Regions from separate parts of the Mus musculus genome. Here all the other regions are linked to region 1. The links are chromatin contacts, called in public HiChIP or PLAC-seq maps. All regions are on one chromosome and are shown on one strand. The core of a region is the stretch at or near the end of the contact, and the rest is flanking DNA. Distances in the headings are between cores, read along the strand shown.

The links. HiChIP or PLAC-seq counts read pairs in DNA pulled down with a chosen protein or histone mark.
Region 2: a contact with region 1 is called in a CTCF HiChIP or PLAC-seq map of pro-B cells, with 24 times the contacts expected there. The contact joins two enhancer-like sites. A contact is called at or near these places in 3 of 39 promoter capture datasets (the C10 cell line, Sertoli cells and hippocampal neurons), 4 of 15 datasets of contacts at CTCF or cohesin (embryonic stem cells, large pre-B cells, pro-B cells and 1 more), 160 of 484 Hi-C or Micro-C datasets (3T3-L1-derived adipocytes, the 63-12 cell line, the AML12 cell line and 88 more), 20 of 115 datasets of contacts at active chromatin or transcription factors (the 230-238 cell line, DN3 thymocytes, PVALB interneurons and 10 more) and 3 of 9 other capture datasets (adipose tissue, embryonic stem cells and liver).
Region 3: a CTCF HiChIP or PLAC-seq map of large pre-B cells shows a contact between it and region 1, with 19 times the contacts expected there. The contact joins two enhancer-like sites.
Region 4: an H3K4me3 HiChIP or PLAC-seq map of pro-B cells shows a contact between it and region 1, with 11 times the contacts expected there. The contact joins the promoter of Il7r here to the enhancer-like site in region 1. A contact is called at or near these places in 20 of 39 promoter capture datasets (the 3T3-L1 cell line, 3T3-L1-derived adipocytes, the C10 cell line and 11 more), 2 of 15 datasets of contacts at CTCF or cohesin (large pre-B cells and pro-B cells), 4 of 484 Hi-C or Micro-C datasets (bone marrow-derived macrophages, embryonic stem cells, large pre-B cells and 1 more), 6 of 115 datasets of contacts at active chromatin or transcription factors (the SCID.adh cell line, bone marrow-derived dendritic cells, bone marrow-derived macrophages and 2 more) and 2 of 9 other capture datasets (adipose tissue and macrophages).
Region 5: an H3K27ac HiChIP or PLAC-seq map of large pre-B cells shows a contact between it and region 1, with 7 times the contacts expected there. The contact joins two enhancer-like sites. A contact is called at or near these places in 4 of 484 Hi-C or Micro-C datasets (adipose-derived mesenchymal stem cells, myeloid progenitors, uterus and 1 more), 1 of 115 datasets of contacts at active chromatin or transcription factors (large pre-B cells) and 1 of 9 other capture datasets (embryonic stem cells).
Region 6: a RAD21 HiChIP or PLAC-seq map of pro-B cells shows a contact between it and region 1, with 14 times the contacts expected there. The contact joins the promoter of Spef2 here to the enhancer-like site in region 1. A contact is called at or near these places in 16 of 39 promoter capture datasets (the 3T3-L1 cell line, 3T3-L1-derived adipocytes, the C10 cell line and 10 more), 2 of 15 datasets of contacts at CTCF or cohesin (large pre-B cells and pro-B cells), 29 of 484 Hi-C or Micro-C datasets (the AtT-20 cell line, B cells, the BV-2 cell line and 14 more), 2 of 115 datasets of contacts at active chromatin or transcription factors (the 230-238 cell line and large pre-B cells) and 3 of 9 other capture datasets (adipose tissue, liver and pancreatic islet).
Region 7: a RAD21 HiChIP or PLAC-seq map of pro-B cells shows a contact between it and region 1, with 9 times the contacts expected there. The contact joins two enhancer-like sites. A contact is called at or near these places in 2 of 15 datasets of contacts at CTCF or cohesin (large pre-B cells and pro-B cells) and 4 of 484 Hi-C or Micro-C datasets (embryonic stem cells and uterus).

What each region holds. Positions count from the first base shown.
Region 1 is chr15:10,312,787-10,315,809 of GRCm38.p6, forward strand. It overlaps Prlr (prolactin receptor), which reads left to right. Exons shown (of 10, transcript NM_011169.5): 3 at 1,379-1,487. The coding sequence starts at 1,433. Among named protein-coding and RNA genes, the nearest start is that of Gm41269, 44 kb to the right of the region's middle. Within about 2 kb of position 1,560, at least 3 of the 459 cell types and tissues checked have an H3K27ac peak or open chromatin away from gene starts, as enhancers often do. A contact at or near this core is called in pro-B cells, where this site is marked.
Region 2 is chr15:9,453,933-9,456,955 of GRCm38.p6, forward strand. The region is part of intron 1 of Capsl (calcyphosine-like); the gene reads left to right. Among named protein-coding and RNA genes, the nearest start is that of Capsl, 19 kb to the left of the region's middle. Within about 2 kb of position 1,514, at least 86 of the 459 cell types and tissues checked have an H3K27ac peak or open chromatin away from gene starts, as enhancers often do. A contact at or near this core is called in pro-B cells, where this site is marked.
Region 3 is chr15:9,490,776-9,493,798 of GRCm38.p6, forward strand. No RefSeq gene overlaps it. Among named protein-coding and RNA genes, the nearest start is that of Il7r, 38 kb to the right of the region's middle. Within about 2 kb of position 1,521, at least 20 of the 459 cell types and tissues checked have an H3K27ac peak or open chromatin away from gene starts, as enhancers often do.
Region 4 is chr15:9,528,355-9,531,377 of GRCm38.p6, forward strand. It overlaps Il7r (interleukin 7 receptor), which reads right to left and starts at 1,522. Exons shown (of 8, transcript NM_008372.4): 1 at 1,307-1,522. The coding sequence starts at 1,388.
Region 5 is chr15:9,713,096-9,716,118 of GRCm38.p6, forward strand. Spef2 (sperm flagellar 2) reads right to left here. Exons shown (of 37, transcript NM_001305042.1): 9 at 6-193. Among named protein-coding and RNA genes, the nearest start is that of Spef2, 34 kb to the right of the region's middle. Within about 2 kb of position 1,541, at least 53 of the 459 cell types and tissues checked have an H3K27ac peak or open chromatin away from gene starts, as enhancers often do.
Region 6 is chr15:9,747,241-9,750,263 of GRCm38.p6, forward strand. Spef2 (sperm flagellar 2) reads right to left here and starts at 1,628. Exons shown (of 37, transcript NM_001305042.1): 1 at 1,472-1,628. The coding sequence starts at 1,529.
Region 7 is chr15:9,773,144-9,776,166 of GRCm38.p6, forward strand. No RefSeq gene overlaps it. Among named protein-coding and RNA genes, the nearest start is that of Spef2, 26 kb to the left of the region's middle. Within about 2 kb of position 1,483, at least 41 of the 459 cell types and tissues checked have an H3K27ac peak or open chromatin away from gene starts, as enhancers often do. A contact at or near this core is called in pro-B cells, where this site is marked.

The DNA of each region.
Region 1 (3,023 bases), core at 310-2,809:
GGTTTAAAGAGGATGGCCCTGAGAGATTAAAAGAAGTAGGTTAGATTGAGACTGTGCTACCTAGATGTGTATTTGCAAGGAATCTAGGCAAAGCAAGCAAAAGGTCTCCAGAACTTTGCTGAGCCCATTAATGGATTGGATTCAGTTCTCAACCAGAACATTCGATAGAAGGGCACCGCTTGTTGGTATGTGCGTACCCCAAGCTTCCAGTGTCGTTAAAATGTCTATTTTTGAGTGATTCCACAGCAGTAGTGGCAGGTGTTCTACACCTTCAGAAAGCTGTCCGTTGCGTGGTATGTATTTGGCAGACAGAGCACATCCCCTGATCAGGAGGATGGATTCTGTGCCTCTGGGGGCTCATCACACATCTCTTCACAATGCTTGAAGAGTCTATGACGGAGAACTTTGCCTCCTAGATGTTCTTCCCTTGATTTAAAAATAAAATTTAAAAGGAAATGAAAACCATGTGCTTCTGGAAATTTATATGTCGTTCATCAAAATCTATTGTTTTTTTGGAGCACTGTCTGAAGTCTAATAAGACTAATGAGTCTTTTTTTTTTTAATAAAAAAAGTCTTTAAAATCTTTCTTAAAAAGGCAGGAACTTGAGAAGCTTTGAAAACGGTTCCAAAGAGTAAAAATAATAATATTAATAAATTGCTCAAAACTCTCAAGCCCTGCAAGTTCAAAATTGACTTAATACCCTGAACCCAAGAGGTTTGAATTATTACTGTTCATTGTCTCTTGTTATGGGGCTTTACAGAAGGGAGAAAGAAGCCACACGGAGGGCCACTAAAATTCATTATGAGGTTTGCTTCACAGCCATGGCCATATCCCTGGAGAGTTCCTGAACCTTCTCAGCCTGAACTTAGACAGGAACCTCCACCCTGACCATCCCACTCTCAATCTGGCAGGATCGATAAATTGACCTGGTTTATGCTCTGGATACTGGAGCAAGAACCCTCCATGAATGGTTCTCCTGTGGGGAGCACAGTCTATATTATATAAATGGGTGATGTGCTATTAGACAGCTAAACAATCATGTGGAAAGATGAATGCAGAAAATAATAAAATAATAATATAATAAAATAAAATAAAAAGCCAACAGCCTGAACTGTCTTCCTGAAGAGACTTCCCCTGAACTCTCTACACTGTTGTCTGACGACCTCTTGTGGTGAAATCTTTGCCAGCAAGTGTGAATCAGGGCTTCTTAGCCAAGCCATCCCATGTTACATTTTACTAGATTCTCTTCCCACTGTTTTGTCGCTCACATTAAGCAAGGAGCAAGAACCAGTTGCAAGCACCCAGAATAAAAGTAAATGGTGCATGTGCCTGAGCGGTTGTCATTTAACAAATGTCACCTGGTGCTTTCTCTTCCAGGGAGCCTCTGATCTATTGCCTGTAGCAAGAAGAAGGGCCAGCCTGAAGCAAAACATGTCATCTGCACTTGCTTACATGCTGCTTGTCCTCAGCATCAGCCTCCTGAATGGTAAGAGACTCTCTTCTTGCTCTCCTTGCCTGAAGTGTTTATCGGGGGGGGGGGGGGGGGGGGTGGAGAGGCTGTCTCTGTCTGTTGCAATGCAGCTGTGAGAAAGGAAGACGTCTGGGTCATGTGCTGCTACTAAATTATTTGCCACACTTCTGCATTAAAATTAATGCCTGATCTTATCATGCACCCCCTCTCTTCCATCCCCATTTTGAGAGGGCACTGAGAGGGCACTGGAGATGGACTTGCCATCCAGGTTCTTACAGTTGCCAGCTACATGACTTGAACCACTTGTGTGTCTCTCCGTGGTTTTAATTTCTCCAAAGGAGGATAGTTATATTTCACATAGTTCAGATGGATTAATGCATTTGAAAATACCTTTGGACAACCATAAAATAACACACAGGATTGCTATTACAAGGTGAGAAAGAAGTGCAGCCACTTCCAGTATGTGTGCAACTCAGAGAAACAAAATTCAGAGCTAAATGAAAAGCTGTGTGATTATCTACATAGGTTTCCCTATCTACTTCTATGTCTTTCTGGACATGTGTACTTCTGAATGTAACAATGTACATACCAACTGTTTATAGTACTGGGCTATAAATGCTTCTGTGTGAATATATGTGTATATGTGAATACCAATGAGTAACCTCTGTGTATATCGTGTACATATGTGTGTATATATATGGGGTGTGTGTGTGTACCAATATATTGCCATCATTATGCCTTTGCTTGTATTTCTCTCTGGATATGTTTATATGGATGTTATGCATTATCTGTGTATATGGAATCAGCATAGGCAAGTGTCTGCATTTCTTGGACTTGTATCATATCCCTTGTATTGCACTGAGATAGTCCATAAACTTTGTTTCCTCTAGGGACATGAAAGTAACATTTGACTACTTGTCATTTCACATCATTTCACAGCCTTACCTTTCCCCCCTAGAAGGTTGTTTGGCTTGCTTAGTTTTTCAAGACAGGATTTCTCTGTGTAGCCCTAGCTATCCTGGAACTCACTCTGTAGACCAGGCTGGCCTCAAACTCAGAAACCTGCCTGCCTCTGCCTCCTAGGATTGATGAGATTTTTTAATGAATATTTCTCTCTACATAATTTGCTTCTCCTCACCCATGGCAGAATAAAACAAGCAAAAGAAACCTTGTATTTTTGCAATGACTCCCAAAAGCACTATCCTGACAAAATCTTCCCTGGAGGATGAACAATGCTCCAAATATTGGTAGATCCACACAATGCTCACACAGATTCTTTTCAGCAGTTCTAAGCTACTGTGATGCTTTGCTGGCCAGCCCATGGCCCCATTTGGTACACCATACTAGATCATCCATTAAGTTCTTCCTTAACACATTTCGTACAGAAATGTGGTTCCTGTTCATACAGATCCCTTTGCCATGATTCCCCTGACCTGATCTGCTGGATGGGTGAGTAGCTAAAGTTCCTACCTGTGAGCCTTTGTGAAAAATTGAATAAATGTGGGGGAACATATAGAAGACCCCTGAGCTGCTAACACCAAGGCAAAATGG
Region 2 (3,023 bases), core at 264-2,763, 860 kb before region 1:
AAAAAAATCTGAGGTTATAGGAAAGGACACATGTTTGCTTTCTTGAGCAGGAAAATAGTAAAGATAAAAGGAAGACACATTTGTCTCTGTCTCTTTTATCTATCTATCTATCTATCTATCTATCTATCTATCTATCTATCTATCTATCTATCTATTATCCATTCATCTATTCATTTGTCCATCTATCTTTCTGTATGTTTAAAAAATTCCTTATGACACATATCATTCTTTTCTCTTTTCACGTGATAGTCAAAATAAATTTATCTTTATTGTAAAAAAAAAAAAAAAAGAAAGAAAGAAAAGAAAACAAGAAAAAGACATGCTCTCAGAAGCAGATCCCTGCAATTGCAACTTTCCACATCTCATCCGACAAGAACGCTGGAAATCCTGGCTGAGAACTCTGTCAGGGGCAGCAGCCAACTGTACAAAAGAGCGATGGAGTGAGCAAGCCAGCTTGGCCCCAGTGCACCAGTCTCCTTTGTGGCTGGCTACTCCACTCAGCCTCTGTTCCAGATCTCCCAGTCACTGCCTTCTGCTGCTCTGTGGATATCCCCTTCACTTGCCATTGTGTGTGTAGCTGGGCGAGGGTAGGGAGAGGTAGAGGCAATCAACAGCTTTGTAACCCTAGTCTTCCCTTCCCCTCAAACTCCCAGTTCAGTCACTTGCCATTTTAAATGAATTCATCACTGTCCAAAGGGTCCAGCTGTCATATTGGATGCACCAGGCTCCACTTGGTCGCACACCTTATCTTCTGTACCTTCTCTTCAATTCACCCACAGGGTTCTCTACATCACTGTTCTTTCCTTTTTGTAAGCACTGTAGTCCACCTTCATCCCTTAGTCTCATCCTAAGCTCCTTTGAATTGGAAGTCAGTTACCTGGCTGGTTTTATACTTTCCCCATCTCTCCTTCCAACACTTCCTTTCAGTCTCCACCAGCCTTCCATGGTTTGGTTCAGCAGTTCAGACCACTTGCTGCCCTTCCAGAAGACCCTAGGTCAGATCTCAACACTCATGTCAGGCAGCTCAAACCTACCCACAACCAGATTCAGAGCGTCCAGCTCTCTCCTGTCCTCCTTGTGTACCCTTACACATGTGACATACATGTCCATGGACACATACAAAGGGAATGAAAATAAAGATTGGTCCACTTATGTTATTTACTCTTCTGCTTTGTCCAAAGCATGTGGTACAGCAATCGTCTAAAATATATGGTGCTCTGCCTTGTCAGAGTCTCATAGCTCTAGCCTTGATAACTTTTACCTTCTATTATGAGTAAAATGTAGGCATTGTGACACCTCAGAAAGTCCGTGTGCTGGGCTGTGATATCTGCGTCCTTGGATAGCTCGGTCATGGAACTAGAGGGGGATTCCAGGCCATCTGTGTCCTCCGTTGCCCCACACCTAGCAAACTGGTTAGAGGTAATGAATCTCTCAGACATCCATAGAAGACATGGACAGAACTGTGCCTCTGATGAGAGAACTGTACATATGCTGAGCCAACACATGGTGGTGCTGTGGTCACATGCGTCAGAAAGGACTCCTTTGTAGGCCAAGTCCAACCTGACATATGTTGTGCTCAAAGGGTCTTTTGGATTCAGAAACACTTTAGTGTGGGGTGTGATGTCAGTGACATCATGATATTGTATCCAGAGGCTGCATGTGCCATTGAAACCTCAGATCTCTTGAGTGTGTATTTCTTTATCAGAAATAGGACTCTATCCTGCCTTTCTTTCAAACCCCAGGTCCTGAAAACTTTTTTTGTCCTGTTCTGCTTTAATATTAGGCCTCAGAATTCAAATTAAGAGCGTGGTTCTTTCAGGTACCCCTCTTTCCTCCTGGCCTGAGATGGTACATTGAAAAGAGGACATAACGTAGTAAATATTGGTTGTTTGTCGATGAGTTGAGGGACCAAATTATGGAGAAGGATGGTTAATATGGGCATTTCAAACACCATGCTTGGCTATAATTTCCCCCCTGAATTTATCAAGTCATATTCAGAGATATCAGCTTACATCATCCCTGGTAGAATTGGCCTCAGAAGGCAGAAGTAGGCAGAGTCCCAATTCCCAGTATCTGCTCTTCCCAAACTCTGTTTTTATTTTGCATAAGAAAGTGCCAGAAAAATTCACTTACATGCTGATACACATGGTGGAAGAGAAAGAGTTCTGCTAAGACTCAAAAGTCCAATGTCTGCTGTTTGAGGCCACTTGCAGGAAAGTTATTTTACCAATCTATACTTTGGTTCCTGTTCCTAATGTGCACCCACCTTTCATGCATCAATAGCACTTTTGAGTAGGATCTCTGAGATAAAAATTAAAGTTAAAGGAAGTCTACAGGTGGGATCTCCATATTGACTATAGTATGGCTTGACAAAAGAGCAAAGGGTCCTGGAGCTAGCATGCTCCTGCTGTGGTATGTGATGCCTGCTGTGTCCCTCATCAGATGCTGAGCAGATCCTGGTGCTGTGTGTTCTCTGGTCCATATTGTCATAAGCAGTGAATAGTGGAGACTTTGGGGGGTAAGCTCATATTCACCATGAATAGGTTTAAAGGACTCCTTTGTAGGCCAAGTCCAACCTGACATATGTTGTGCTCAAAGGGTCTTTTGGATTCAGAAACACTTTAGTGTGGGGTGTGATGTCAGTGACATCATGATATTGTCAGAAATCAGGTCTCTAGGATTTTGGTCTTGGGCTTTTTCCACTGAAGTAAGAGCTGTGCGAACTAAGTCTGGACTGCCCAGGTTACCTTCTTCTATATCTGAATATTTATTACACAAACAAAAACAAATGGAGAAAGGTGTGAGTGTGTGTGTGTGTGTGTGTGTGTGTGTGTGTGTGTGTGAGAGAGAGAGAGAGAGAGAGAGAGAGAGAGAGAGAGATGGAGACAGAGACAGAGACAGAGAGGGGGAGAGAATTGGTTTATCAATTTTCTTATAAACCTTGTTAGGTATTGAGGCTATTAACCTCCTAAAGGGAATATATGAGTTACTGCTAAGCATCAGTAGCATTCATATTGAGAAAC
Region 3 (3,023 bases), core at 271-2,770, 820 kb before region 1:
GTAATTAGTATTTTATCCATTCTTTTGTTCTCTGGAATTATACAAGATACTGAATATTTATTTCTCTATGGCACACTTAAAATAGCAGGCTACATATAAAAATGACACTCTTAACTGGTCATCTAACTTCAAGTGGTGAGCCATGAAACCTTACAGAAATGAGTGAATTAGTCGGATCACTGGGTCGTATTTATAGATTTGTTCATTTATGTGTGTACATATGTAACAAAGACAATTAAAGAAAAAGAAGCCATGTATTTGATAGTAAGCCATAAAGGGAGAGGAACTGGAATGATTGCAGAAGGAAGGCAGGGGACAATCTACACATAGTACATAAATGTAAAATTTAAAGAAAATGATCATAAGTTATTGAACATGATGGCCTATTAATATGAGATAAGAGAATCTTTGTTAAATTATAGAGGTTGATGTTTGTTGACTATGATGTAAAATCAAATTCTATGCTGGTTTAATAGTAAAAACCCAATAAAGGTTTAAAGGAGTAAATAAACACGTGGAAATATTGCAAGTGAAATGCCTTAGGAAGCCTCGACTCTATTTACTCTATTCTTTGGTGTTTCATAAGCAGGAAGTAACTTCAGTTTCCAATGCTGACATAAGTTCATATTTTTAAATCTATTGGTACACTTTAGTAGCTCATAACTGAGAATGGCATTGTCTTAAGTTATTTTAGAATTTTACTGTGTATTTCAAAGCAAAATACTAGTTATTATTGAAATCTATGTTCGCAATTTGACTTTAAGAAAATGTATTACTACCTAGTATAAATTTTACAGTGTATTTATCAATATCATATTACAGCATTTACTGAAATTTTATATAATTAAATTATTGATTTTCCAGTCTCTAAAAGTAATAATAATATTTTCTCTAATAATTCAGTATACTAGCAGCTAAGATTAACATTAAAATACTTTGGAGAATTCTAAATATTTTGATCCAAGGTCTTAAACAACTTACACATTTAGGAGCAAATGTGACAGCAACAGAAATCTTTTTCTGTACTAAGTGATGTATTGCCTTCAGGATGATAAATATTTATCTTAAATAGAAAGATACGGCACAATAATTTACAGTTGAGGAATGTTCCAGATTAACTGAAGTGTTTCAACAGAAATGTTCCTTCAGGTTATTTTCCCAACCTCAGGGGATTTGCCTGTTGTTTGTGTCACATTTTGTTTTTGTCCACATCTTGAGGAGTGTTAATATGTTCCTTGGACTCACCAACTTTTATGCATAACATTTCTTATTTTTTACAGCTGTTACTTCAAGCTATATCAAAATGTCTGCACAAAGGTACACAGTGTTGTAATTCAGAAGTTAAGGTTGACTTTCATGGGGATCTTAAATGAACTAAATTTATCATTAAGCAAAATTAAATGTAGATAATTATCAGAGGAGTGAAACTAGGAAAATTCTTACCCCTTCTCACTCTATAATTTCCCCACTTTTGTGGTCACAGTGGTTAAGAGCACAGCTGGGGAGGGAAATGTTGACCGGGAAGGCAACTGACTCCTTGCACGTGGCTGCCCAGATGCAGTACTTCTCAGGGACGTGGGGCCAGCTCTTTCTGGGCAGCTCAGCTTGTCTTTTTATTTAGAACACTGATGAAAAAACAAAGCAACATTATTTTTTAATGTGTTCATCCATCCTCTCCTTTGGTACTGTGTTTAGCAAGAGACACAAAGTCCTGTAACTGTAGTCCTCAATGCCATAATACTTAAAGTCCAGAGAGGAATCACAGAACAAAGTAATCACAAATTGGTGTGGTACTGACATCAATAAGCCAACTCCTGATCTATAAGGCAATGCCCTTCCAGAGAAGATAGTATCTGAGATGTAATGAAAATGAAGATAGACCAGAAATTACACAAGGAACTTTACACAATAGGCTTCTGAAGATGGACATACCTGATTACAAGAGCATATGCAGAGAACAAAGCGGCTCTGTAGATGTGATTACAGTGAGCATACTGAAATGGAGAGATTATACTCATCTAAGTAAGTTTAATATAACCACATCAGTTCTCAATAGGAGAAGGGAAGAGGGCAACATCCAAAGAAGAAATTATGATAAGGGAAACAGAGGTTGCAAGTATCCATAAGCATGATAGAGGGATGATCTGGACTCTAGAGTCTAGAGACTACTATTTGCATGAGAAATGAGAAAAGCAAGGAATGAATTCTATAGAGAGTCCAGAACAATGCAGTCCAGTGAACACTTGGATCTTTAGCCATTTATAATGTGTTTTGGACATCCAACTCCATGATACATAAGGGAATACATTTGTTTTGTCTGCAAATGACACCCCATTTGCAAAGGAAAACCTAGTTTTGACCATTGGAATCTCCAGATTTCATCTGTGCAGGCTCAAAGCATGCTGCCACAGTCTCTATTAGTCCAGTTCTTCTTTGATCTCATGTGATAATCTGTTGCTAGCATGATATATGTATATATGAGTTTGTGTTTGTATGTATGTTAATTCTTTCTAGATCCTTGTAGAATTTTACCTTTAGTTATTATAATAAAAATGTTCAGATGTAGACAATCTTACATTTAATATAGATCTTTGCAATGTATAATTTGTATCTTACTATTTGAAATTAAGTCTGGTCAGAAGAAAGCCTCCATACAGAAACTTGTATTCTAGAAATTGAGGTTTTCACTAGGTTTTCAGGTACACTCAGATGTCCAGATGATGTACGGAAGAATTCCCACACAAGAGCAAGGGAAATGTGGTATCTTCACGGAAATGACAACTTGGGTCCCCAAATTATTAAATGCCTTTCATGAAAAAGATTTATTTTATAGGTGTGTGTGTGTGTGTGTGTGTGTGTGTGTGTGTGTGTGTGTACATGCCTGTGTGAACTTGTGTGCACTGTGTGCATGTATGAATCTCAGGAGACCAGAAGAGAACAACACATGCCCTGGAACTGGACTTATAGGAAGTTTTGAGCTGCCATTTGGGTGCAGAGAACTGAACTGAGGTCTTCTGCAAGAA
Region 4 (3,023 bases), core at 272-2,771, 780 kb before region 1:
TTGCACACATTTAACATGAGATAATGACTCTCCCTCACCAAGTGACTCATGCTCCGTCATGCTGAAGAGTGTGACTCCTCTGATGATTCTCTTCATAAGAACATGCAAGGGTTTTCCATCCTTGCTGATTACAAAGTAAAGTCACACAAATATCTAAGCTTAGGATGCACAACTAAAGGCATTTGACTGAAGAGCTAAACTACAGAGCTAGGCTGATGTGTATTGATACTGTGCATAAAGAAAATACAGATGTATTTGATACAAGCTTATGCAATGTAGCTTTAACTGGTCTGGAACAAAGATGATTTTTCTGTCTCAGCCTCTTAGGCTTCAGGACTACAGGGATGTACTACTGCACCCAGTTTAGGAATGCACATATAGGCCAGCCATGGTGGTGTCTGCCTTTAATCCTAGCACTCAGGAACCAGAGGCAGGATGCACACACACACACACACACACACACACACACACGCACATACACAAAGACACACACACACACATTCCCCTTTTAATGGTGTGTGTGTGTGTGTGTGTGTGTGTGTGTATGAAAACAGTTTAATTAATTTGTAGAAACAAATTGGAGATTCACATTCCATGTAGCTGCTGTGTCTGCCAGAGACGTTTGAGTACAGTCCTGTAATTAAAATGCCTATTTTTAAGAAGTCAAGGTCTAAGTATTTTATGGATTCTGAGGAGAATTATGATGACCATATAATGGATTCTCTGAATATAAAAGCAACCCTGTGTATTTCAAAGAAGACACCTTCCTTAGCATACTACTGAATTATTCATCAGCAATCTAACATGAATCTGCCAAAGCTAAAGTATGTTGAAGAAATACATTATAGAGTAACTTCTAAACTCTAGACACTAGAAATACAGTTTTGGTGAATACACAAACCTCTCGTTTCTGGCCATTAATTTATCATGGGTATCTAGGGTTTTAGAACTCCATAAACAGTCAAAACAACAATGGCTTGATTTTTCAGTCTAATACAGTTTTGGAAGCGATCATCCAAAAAGCTCCAACAAAGAACTGATATGAGGTTTCTTTTTTGAAATTACCAGCATACATCCACATTTATGAGCCAGAATTTGAATGAAACTCAATGCTTCTTGACAGTTCTTGAGAGTTACAAGCCATTTGCAGTATTGTCATCATTCCCTCTGTCCTGGTGATTAATACCCACAAAACAACCTAATTAGTGCTAAATTCTTGCTTGCCCTGTTAGAGAACTGTGTAACTTGATCATATATGCTACAGGTAATCTGAAATCCTTTAAAAAAGGAGTTAGAAATGACTCACCATCCTGGGCATTTCCACTTTCTCCAGAAACAGCTTGAATTAAGCAGAAAACTATAGCGAAAGCTCTACCCAGAGCCATCATTCTGAGAGAGAGAGAGAGAGAGAGAGAGAGAGAGAGAGAGAGAGAGAAAGAATAGAGAAGAAGCACGCTTGTATGTGCAAGTGAATGAGAGAGAGGGAGACCCAAACCAGCTCTGTGCCTGCTAAACCACAGACAGGGAACTATGAACATCACAGAAGAAGGCAAGTGCCAGAAACAGGAAGTCTGAGCAAAAGGATTGCTGCTGTAAGCAGAGGTAGAGAAAACGGAGAGGTAGAGTGTGACTTTTTTTTTTCCTGCATCTTGGTATTCCCTGAAGCTCCTGAACTTAACTGCTTACTTTTGAGCAAGGTGGTAGACTTCAAGTGATGCTTCAGATGATCTCAGGGTCCAATGTAACAGGATCACAAGGCCAAAATCCACACTTACGATGCTCCTCAGTTGGTTGGGGATGCTCTTGTTTTAGGAATAATGATGCTAGGATAGAGTTGTCCCACTTAGGGCTGAACCCTCAATGGTCACGCCCAGTTCTCTGCTCTCTGAGAGAGAAGTGAGAAAAGAGCTTCTCTAATGAGAGGCAAGGCTGCACTATTCTATGGGTATAAGGACAAATGTCTAGAAGACAGTTTGATACTCTGTCTTTTAAACAAACAATAGTCCTGTGTTTTCCCCTATGCTCTAAGACCTCCCTGGCACGGGTTCGTGGTCAGATTTATAGTACCAGCCATGAAACACTCCCCTCAAGAACTCAGGGAACACCATGGAGGAGAGAAGGAAAGATCAGAAGAGGCAGGAGCCAAAGAGAAATACAGTGAAATTATCTATTATAAAAATAATAGGATCTTTGTGTTCATAATTTCACAGAAGCTATGGTTGTGACACAAGACTGGCATGAGATCACACCAATCCACATTCCAATATGGACAGAGCAGGTGTTCAAGAGGCCACATCCCTAGCTGAGGCCCTCCTGGCAGGTTGACAAATACCAGGCGATTAAGAGTTAGTTTTCTTTAAAAGTGTGTCCCATGGTAGGTTGCTCAAGCTCTAGTGGGCAGTTATACACTCATGAGCACAAGAGCTGAACTAAGTAGGTTCTGTGGATCCTTTTCTTAAATCATTTTAAGAATTGATTAAGTTATTTATTTATCCTAAATTCTGACTGCAGCGCCCCCCCCCCCATCCTTTGCTCCCAATCCCTCTTTCTCCCTTCCCTCCAACCTTCTCTAACATTCTTCCATTTCTCCACAGAAAAGGGGAGGCCTCCCTTGGATATCAACCAGCCTTGACATATCAAGCTGCAGTAAGACTAGGCACATCTTCTTCTCTCGAGACTAGAAAAGGCAGCCCAGTTAGCAGAAAGGCTTCCAAAGGCAGGCAATGTAGTCAGAGACAGCCCTGGCTTCGGTTTTAGGAGTCCCACATGAAGACCCAGCTGCACAACTGTTACATATGTGCAGAGGGTCTAGGCTTGTCTTGTGCATGATTTCTGGTTGAAAGTTTAGTCTATATGAAAACCTATGTGCCCAGGTTAGTTGATTCCGTAGTATTTCTCAATGTGACCATGACCCCTCTGGGCATCTTCAATCCATCCTCACTCTCTTCCATAGGATTCCCCAAGTTCCACTTAACGTTTGGCTGTGGGTCACTGCATTTGTTTCCATCAATGCTAGGTGAAAC
Region 5 (3,023 bases), core at 291-2,790, 600 kb before region 1:
CTTACTTATTTGTCAGCAACCTATAGTCTGCCACCTTCGTGCACAAATCTAGCATTTGATCCAAAATCTCTGCACATATCCCATAATGCTTCTTATAACGCTGTTGGGCTCTTTCCACAGAGATCTTTTCATGAATTTCCTTCTCCCTCAAGGTTTGTTCTGCAAAATCAATCTTGGCTTGTTTGGCAAGAGCCTAAGAAAGCAAGAATGAACTTTAAGTCACTATTGTTATGCCATTATTCATATGAAGATAATAGCATGCCAAAAATATTTAAATAGAATAAAATCCCCCTTTATATCAGGATTTAATTAATTAAGAATCAGTTCTCACTCCTTAATACTCTAAGTATTGCGTATGACAGCAAAGACAGTGCTAGAGAGACGCCAACAAAACACTATAGTGGAAAGTGGTATAGATGGTAAAAGATCACAGAGAAATACGTTAGTCCGGGTCAGATGGCAAGCATAGCTGACTGATGCTTAAACACTCGGTGACCAGGGCCCCTCCACCAGGAACATGCGCTATGACCACTGGATTTCCTGTTTCAGTATTAACTTGTGGACTGACTATATATGTGACTGATAGTTACTTGGTTATAGTGCCTTGAGATAACATACTTAACACATTCAAGTATGCTAAACCCCTTACAGCCTTAGCCTTTATAAAAGGATGACGTTCATTCATAGAAATGTCTATTCATAGAAACAGAAAGTAGTTAAATATGTAAATATCTTATCACCACTGTCTAGTGGATTGCAATTACTTTGTTTAACTTGTTCTTCACACAACACAAGGGCTAACCAAACCGAGAGTAACACGTTGCTTAAAGGGATTCCTCTCAGAAAACTCTACCAGCTGCTTCAGAAAGCATGCCATGTGCTAAGCTGCTTCACAAATACCATCTAACTCCTGTAACTTAACTCTTGTAACTTAGAAATAAGTGTAATTTTTGCAGGAACTGTCTTCAAATTTAAGCCCCAACTTGTGTGCAGAATTAAAGTTCAAGCATTTAAGAATCCCAACAAATTATTTATTCCATGCCCAGTTTTAATTTCTTCAAAGGAGGGATGTTAACAATTTTATTGTACCCAGAAAAATTAACTGAACAATTTCATCTGAATAAGTAGTTCTTAATACTGCTAATAAATTATAAGACTGAAGAAAATGGATTGTGATGTGAAGGCCATCATTTGTCTTACGGTGGCTGTCTTATTTTGCATGTTTGCTTTTAATTTCATTGGGTTGGAGGACCTCTAAGATCAGTCCGGTGTATTCGGACGATTCAGGAATGGCACTAGCCTCTTTCATTGCTGCCTTGTTTCACTTGGTAACCCTGCCGAGTGAGTAGAGGTGAGACAAGGAGCATTATGTCATGGTTTCACGATATCAAGAGGAGCTCAGACATGGAAGAAACTTGGCAGATGAGAATTTATGGTGACAATGACACCAAAATTGCTGAAGCTGGTTTGCCACAGGAACCAACACTCTGAAGGAAATGATGTAAGCTCCCTAGCAGCAACAGAACAGTTTCCACCCTGGCTGCTGGTTGTGCTGGTGCTGACTCCTGGTTCCCTCATCCTCCTTCATGCTTGCCTGCCTAGCTGCCTTCTTGCCTCCCTCCCTCCCTCTCTTCCTTCCCTCCCTCCTCCTCTCCCTGCATCCATCCATCAATCCCCCCTCGCTCTGATCCTTCCCTCTCTCGTCTGACTTCCTCTGTATCTCTCTTCCTCTTTTCCATCTGCCTACTTGGCCTCCCTAATATATCTTAACTCTGCCGTTAGCTCTGTGCTAGTCACCGTACAGTCTTATCATATCAACGTATGCAGCAGCCCGAAAGGAAGAAAGAGGAAATATAAGTCTGTGGATATTGTAATTCTTAATAGTGATGAGATTGGGCTACAGAGACCTACAGGAAGGCTCTGATCCTAACACTTTTGACTTTTAAACTATTGGTTTCTCTTTACATATGTGTAAGACTTACAGATAGTGTTCCTCTGTGGTTTTTGTAATAGTTTTATATGCATATAATGAGAATAGTGCAATTGTGCTTTGAAGCAAATGCTCAGAAATTTGTGATTAATTATTATTCAGAGCAGTAGGTGGCACCAAAATTTAAAATCAAGAACTACTGGTCTGGATGAAATGTGCTTCATCATGGTGTATCATAGAAGGAGCCAATAAGAGCTGGCCATGCCTGTATTTACCGAAAGAGCTCTCCTGTCCAGGCTCATTTAAGAGTTTTTTTTGTTTTGTTTTTGTTTTTTGTTTGTTTGTTTGTTTTTGTTTTTTTGACAGCACATGCAAGCTACCTAAAATGTTGAGCTCCATGTCTCTGTAATCAAGTTTAATAAACTGATAAGTATGAGTTCCCCAATGGGAAAGAGCCAAAAATCGAGTCAAGAAATCCATTGATTAAACAAACCTATTTTGTTACAGGAAAGCATACACAGGAAATTCAGGAGAAATATGATATAGGAAATGAGTAACACATTGGATATTTTGTTTTTTGTGTTTCAAAATAATATCCTAGTAGCATAGAACATACCCAGGAGACAGATCTTGGCTTCTAGGCACTGTTCTCATTGACAATAAACTACAATATCTCTGCCTTTCCATGGATTATTATAGTTTAGAGAAAGGAGCATTGCAATATAATATAGGCCTGTGAAGTTGTATTATACCAAAGAGTAATGAATTGTTTATTTAAAACGAATTCTTTCTTATTGAAAGAAAGCTTCTTCAAAGGTCTTGTTCTGCCTCAGAATAGTCTCCTAAAATAGCTCACACTAGTAACTTTAGAGATAGGCAAGTCCATTGGGTGTCTGGGGTAAAGACATTAATTTCAGGACATGAAAATTAGATGATCATCATCAGCCTTCTGTCAGCAAAACTATATCTGAAGAAATTGAAGAGATGTATTTTAGGTATTCAAGGAAAATAGAGATGAACCAAGTATTTCAAACTGACAAGCACGAACAGAGACACACACTATCATCAATATCTGAGAACTCTGTGAATATTA
Region 6 (3,023 bases), core at 378-2,877, 570 kb before region 1:
GAGTGTCTCTGCTAACGAGTTCCAGATTTATCCTGCAGGAAAAGACAATCTGGGAATTTTCCATTCATAGCTTGTGGTGTTATAATTTTTATTTAAAATGTCTCCAAGCTTTTAATCTTCACAGAATGAAGTCATACTTTCTTCCCAAACCATATTTCTCAAACTTATTAGTATTAGAACAGCATGTAATGTTTTCATGTGTATGGTTAACTCTATTTGCTTGTCCCCAAAGTGTCTTACTCTGCAAGGGTCCTGTGGACTTGAGGAAATGGTGTGGATCTTATTATGAAATAAATGAACCAACTTAAGCTAAGAAATGTGTAACTGCTCCCTCAGAGTAGTGCAACCTTGGGTGTGATACTGCATTTTGGTGGACAGTACTGTGAGAGAGAAAGAGGAAATGATACATGATAAATACTGTCCTGAGTTTAGCATCCTATTTGAGCTGAGAAACTCTCAGAGAACCAAGGAGACAGGACAGGGAAAAAGAATCTATCATTGCTCAAAGCAGGGTGGAGAAGCCTTGGGATATAATAAGTCTAATGTTTATGCCTCACGTAATGCAACTTGGAATATTCCTCACTGAAGATCCTTAGATATCTCACACCTGCACAAATACTACTTACTGTCCTAGCAACTTCTATGGATGACCCAAGGGTGAACTGGCACCGCTGCTCCCATTGGTAGCAACTGGTAGAGAAGCAAGAGAACCTCTGGGAGGTCATGTTGAAATGATTCGTTTTGAAAGCATCTTGCCTGAAGGAAAATCCGTAGCAATTGAAAATGAGCTACCAATAAAGAAACAATAATTCCTCCCCCAGCGAGGAGAAGAGGAAGTGTCTGGTTGCCACTAAATCTGACTTGTTTGTAACTTCCTGGGCCATAAGAATTTAGAAACTTCATGTACAACTTTATGCCTCTGCTAAAATCAAGTAAGGTTAGCTTAGAAAAGGTACCTCAAATGGCCAAAGTTGATAAAGGATAAAGGAAGCTTAAAGTTCCTAAAACTGACAAATGTTAACAGATCTACAATTGTTGTTAAGCAGGGAGAGTGCAAGTGGATCTAATTTATACTGGAGGAAACACAGAAAAAAAGTTGTAACTGTTGAAAGCACTTCCTGCGTGGATTCGTCTTGCACATTTTGATGCGGATGTCATGAAAGCAAAGCAACAGTCAGACTACAGACAGGAACAACTTTTACTCCACACAGGAACAGACCAGTACCTAGAACTTAGCGTCCCTTAGTAATAGAGAGTAGATCAGAAAATCTGAGGGCTAAGACCACGTGATGAGGTCTAATGTCAGAGGCATGATGAAATAAGAAAGCCCCAGTGTGGCTAGGTAGCACTGAGGAGGGCAGGCCAGCACTGCCAGGCACTGCTAGACACTCTGGAGCTACTTTCTATCAGCACCCCCACCCCACCATCCCGTGCTTGCTTCAACTGCTTGCCCTTGGCTGAGTTCACTCACTCACGGTCCGGGACACCCTCAACTCCTGGTTGAGCCACTGGCACAGGATTTCCGACATAGCTCACTGGTGAATTTGACTGCTTGCAGGTGCTAGGAACTTTCCAGGAACTCAGTCAGCTGGACTGCGTCTTCCCGTCGCCCAGGGCAACCAGTTGCTAAGGAAGCTCTTTCAGGCTGGAGCTAGGTCGCCGGCTCAGAGAGGAGGAGGCCCCACTGCATAGCCGTAGTTATCAGAAATTGTTGTCTGCCCCCTACTGGCTTGTAAGACCTGAACCTGTGCTAGTGCAAAAAGAAGGCCTAAAGAGTGTGAGCAGCATTATGAACTAACCAGTACCCCTGAGCTCTTGACTCTAGCTGCATATGTATCAAAAGATGGCCTAGTCGGCCATCACTGGAAAGAGAGGCCCATTGGACACGCAGACTTTGTGTGCCCCCGTACAGGGGAACGCCAGGGCCAAAGGGGGGGAGTGGGTGGGTAGGGGAGTGGGGGTGGGTGGGTAAGGGGGACTTTTGGTATAGCATTGGAAATGTAAATGAGCTAAATACCTAATAAAAAATGGAAAAAAAAAATAAAATGTATTTTCCAAAAAAAAAAAAAAAAAAAAAAAAGAGTGTGAGCAGCAATTATAATAAGAGGTTTCTTAAAAAAAAAAAAAAGTCATTGCCAGATGAACTATAAACCTTGATTTCTCTTCTGTAAATAACCAAGGATAGACTATATAGAGTTATTTGAAATCATAAGCTGGTTTGAAAAGTGGTAATGTGCACTGAACTGTAATTTGTTCAATAAAAGCAATTCTCTAAATTATTCATTGTAATACTTTTATAATTTATTTTTTTTACTATCAATAAGGCCCAAGTTTCACAATGAGGTTTATGTGAGCCATCCTGTCTGGCTTTGATTTCACAAATTCTTTGCCCCGGAAATAATGACTTAATGTCTTTGAACCTCACCGTTCTTTCCTTTAGATGCAGACACAATGCTTGCTTTACAAGTTGAGGAAGTTAAATGAAAACTCACATACTCTGATGACTTGCTTCTGGTAGAAGACCAGCACATGCTTCAAAATTGCTTTTTTTCTTGTAAGGCAATGAGAGGGCTTGCATCTCATCCATGCTTCAAGTAGATCGGAGTTGCTTGTGTTACAGAAGGCAATTATTTCACATAGCTGGTTTGAATTTATTCATGAATGTCCATTTTCACATAGAGACTCATGCCAGTTTCTAAAGCTCAGTTGGCCTCTGAGCTTTCATTTCTTCACCTTCCCTCTTGACCACCCTCTAGTTTCCTCTTCTCTGCCTGTTTTAGAGTGACCTAGCTCAGTTGATATCTACTTTTGTAAATGCTTTCTGCCTTCAGGACCAAAATAACCACCAGGTTGAGTGTTCTCTTTAATTGTCCTGTGTGACATGCACAATTCCTAAAGTCCTACTATACCTCTTTACTTAAACACTAACATGAATTCCACTACTATGTATTTATCGATGGCTAGACTCCTCAATGAGCCAATAAAAAACCCTTAAAGGGAACTGTACATAATTGACTTGGGTA
Region 7 (3,023 bases), core at 233-2,732, 540 kb before region 1:
GAAGAACCCTCTACCTGTAGGGATGTTAGCCATATGGAACTTGGTCAGGGCGTGCTTGAGGGATGCCAGTGGAAAGTACAATGCTGAAATAGAGGAAGGAGCGGTGGTGATTGAGGAGGCTAAGGAGATTGCTTCTCAGGCTAGCAGCTGAAAACCTAAACAGCTTAAACAACAAACCAAAGAGAAGAAAGAGAAGAAGGAATCTAGCTCTGAAGGGTCTACTAGTGACAGCGACGGGACTGATAGCAACAGTGACATCTGTAGTCAGATGTCCCGCTTGAGTTTGCGGCGCAGTAGGACGCCTGAACCATCAGCCCCTCCGTTGACTTCTCCCCCCCCCCCCCCATAAAGATTAGGAAGACAAAAGGGGAAGGCGTAGTCTTCATGTAGAAGTCTAGAAAAATGTGCCCACCATTGTGGGGGCCTTCCCAGTATTTCAGGATCAACAGGGGCAACGTTATCATGAACCCCTGGATTGGAAGGTTGTACAAAGATTGAAGGAGTCAGTTCCGACTTATGGGGTCCAGGCTGCCTTTACCATAACTCAAGTTGAGTCCCTACAGCGGTACTGTATGACGCCTTTTGATTGGCAGAACCTTCGCAAAGCCATTCTTTCGGGAGGAGGTTATTTAACATGGAAGGCTGCTTATCTTAAGCATGCCGTTGAGCAGGCTATGGCTAATGCTGCTGCTGGATTCCCCAATGCAGCCTGGAATATAGACATGTTAATGGGGCAAGGGAACTTTGCCAACAATCAAACAGGTTATCCTATACAGGTTTATGAGCAGATTAATAACTGCTCTTAGAGCTTGGAAGATGCTATCAGGCACTGGAGACCTTGGGACCAGCTTGTCTAGGGTGATACAGGGACCCAATGAGAACTTTGCAGACTTCCTAGCACGACTAGTGGAGACAGCTGGGAGAGTATTTCCAGATGGTGATGCTGCAATGCCATTGGTCAAGCAATTAGCCTATGAGTAGGCCAATAAACCCTGCAGAGACGCCATATGCCCTTATAAGAGCCAACGTTGTAAGTATGGTTAAAGGTTTTCCGAGATGTGGTGGACATTCCACTGACCAACCAGGGGTTAGTGGCAGCCATAGTTCAGGCTCAAAGGCAGACTCCTCATCAGGGTGGACAGCAAGGGGGAATCCAGGGGGGATGCTTCTCTTGTGGGCAGCCAGGTCATTTCAAGCGAGACTGTCCTAATAAAGGAAGACAGGAGATACAGACAGGCATGCAGAGCCCAAGTTATGCCCTCACTGTCACAAAGGAAATCATTGCGTCAGAGAATGTCAATCCAAGTGGGATGTAGATGGTTGTCCCCTAACTTCTCAATCCACAGCTGCTAGGCCAAAAAATGGAGTGCGGGGCCCCCAGCCTCAGGGCCCACAAATATATGGGGCCATGCAGCAGACTCCCACACTGTGGCCAAACCTTCAACACATTCCCCGGTGCAATCATCTACGGGCATCCTCAGAAGAGCCACAACAGGAAGTGCAGGACTGGACATCTGTGCCACCACCAGACTCATATTAACCCCAGAAATGAGTGTGCAAATGACTGCTTCAGACTTTAAGGGTCCTTTGCCTAAAAACACAGTTGGCCTCTTATTAGGACATGGTTCAGCAGCCAATAAGGGATTAATTATCCATCCTGGTGTCATTGATCCTGACTATGGGGGAGAGTTTAAGATCATGGTTTCCTCCCCCAGAGGGGTGTCTGCCATTTCCCCTGGAGATAGAATTGCTCAAATTTTGCTTTTGCCTAGTCACCATGCTAGCTTCCTTTCAAGGGAACTGAAAAGAGGAAATAGGTGCTTCAGCTCTACTGGAGACACTGGGGTGTGGTTTTCTATGACTATGGAGGATCACCCTATGATTAAACTTGAAATTTAGGGAGTCTCTATATGGGGCTTACTTGATTGGGCCAATCGCAGCACTGTAAAAGAAACAGATTGGCCAAAAAGTTGGCCCCTTCAGACCTCTGCTCAAACTCTTCAAGGTCTTGGATTTGCACAAGACCCCAGCTACAGTGCCAGTGTACTCCATTGGAAGGATGAGGAGGGGGCATAGGGGCAGTTTTCAGCCATTTGTTCTTCAAGTCCCTGTTTCATTATGGGGAAGAGATGTTATGACCAAGATGGGTGTAAAAATAGTTTCAGAAAAGACTTATAGTTTGCAGAGTCAAGCTATCATGGACGGGATGAACTATCAGAAGGGTAAGGGTCTTGGCAAAAATGAGGATGGATGATTCTCACCTATCTCTCCTAGAGGCCAAAGTGGCAGGGAGGGATTGGGTTTTTCCTAGGGTCCACTGAGCAAATATCTATTAAATGGAAATCTTATCAGTTGGGTGCCTCAGTGACCCCTACCCAAGGAAAAGCTGGAAGCTGGCCACATGTTGGTTAAAGAGCAACTTGATGCAGGACATGTTAGAGAATCTATTTCACCATGGAATTCACCTATTTTTGTTATAAAAAAGAAATCAGGGAAATGGAGGTTACTCCATTGTTTACGTGCAGACAATGCCCAGATGGAAATCATGGGGTCAGTGCAATTATGGTTACCAATGACTTCAGCGTTACCAAGAAATTGGACCTCAATAGTGATAGAGTTGAAAGATTGCTTTTTCACTGTTCCTCTGCATCCGGTTGATACAGATAAATTTGCCTTTACCTTGCCATCAATTAATCATTCTGCCCCTGATTTGCGATATGAGTGGGTGGTTCTACCCCAAGGTATGGCAAATAGCCCTACACTGTGCCAGGTTTATGTAGATAAGGCATTGCGACCTATCTGACAACAGTATCCGAGAGTATATTTATACCACTATATGGATGATATTTTGATTTGTGGATCCTTTAATGTGGAAGTGGAAGAAGTATTTGGGACCCTAACTAAACAGTTGGAGAAGTGGAATTTGGTGATAGCCCCAGAAAAGACAGAAGTAAAACACTATTTAGGCACTAAATTGAGAGATGCTGTTGTCAAGCCACTAAAGCTGGAATTAAGGATGGATA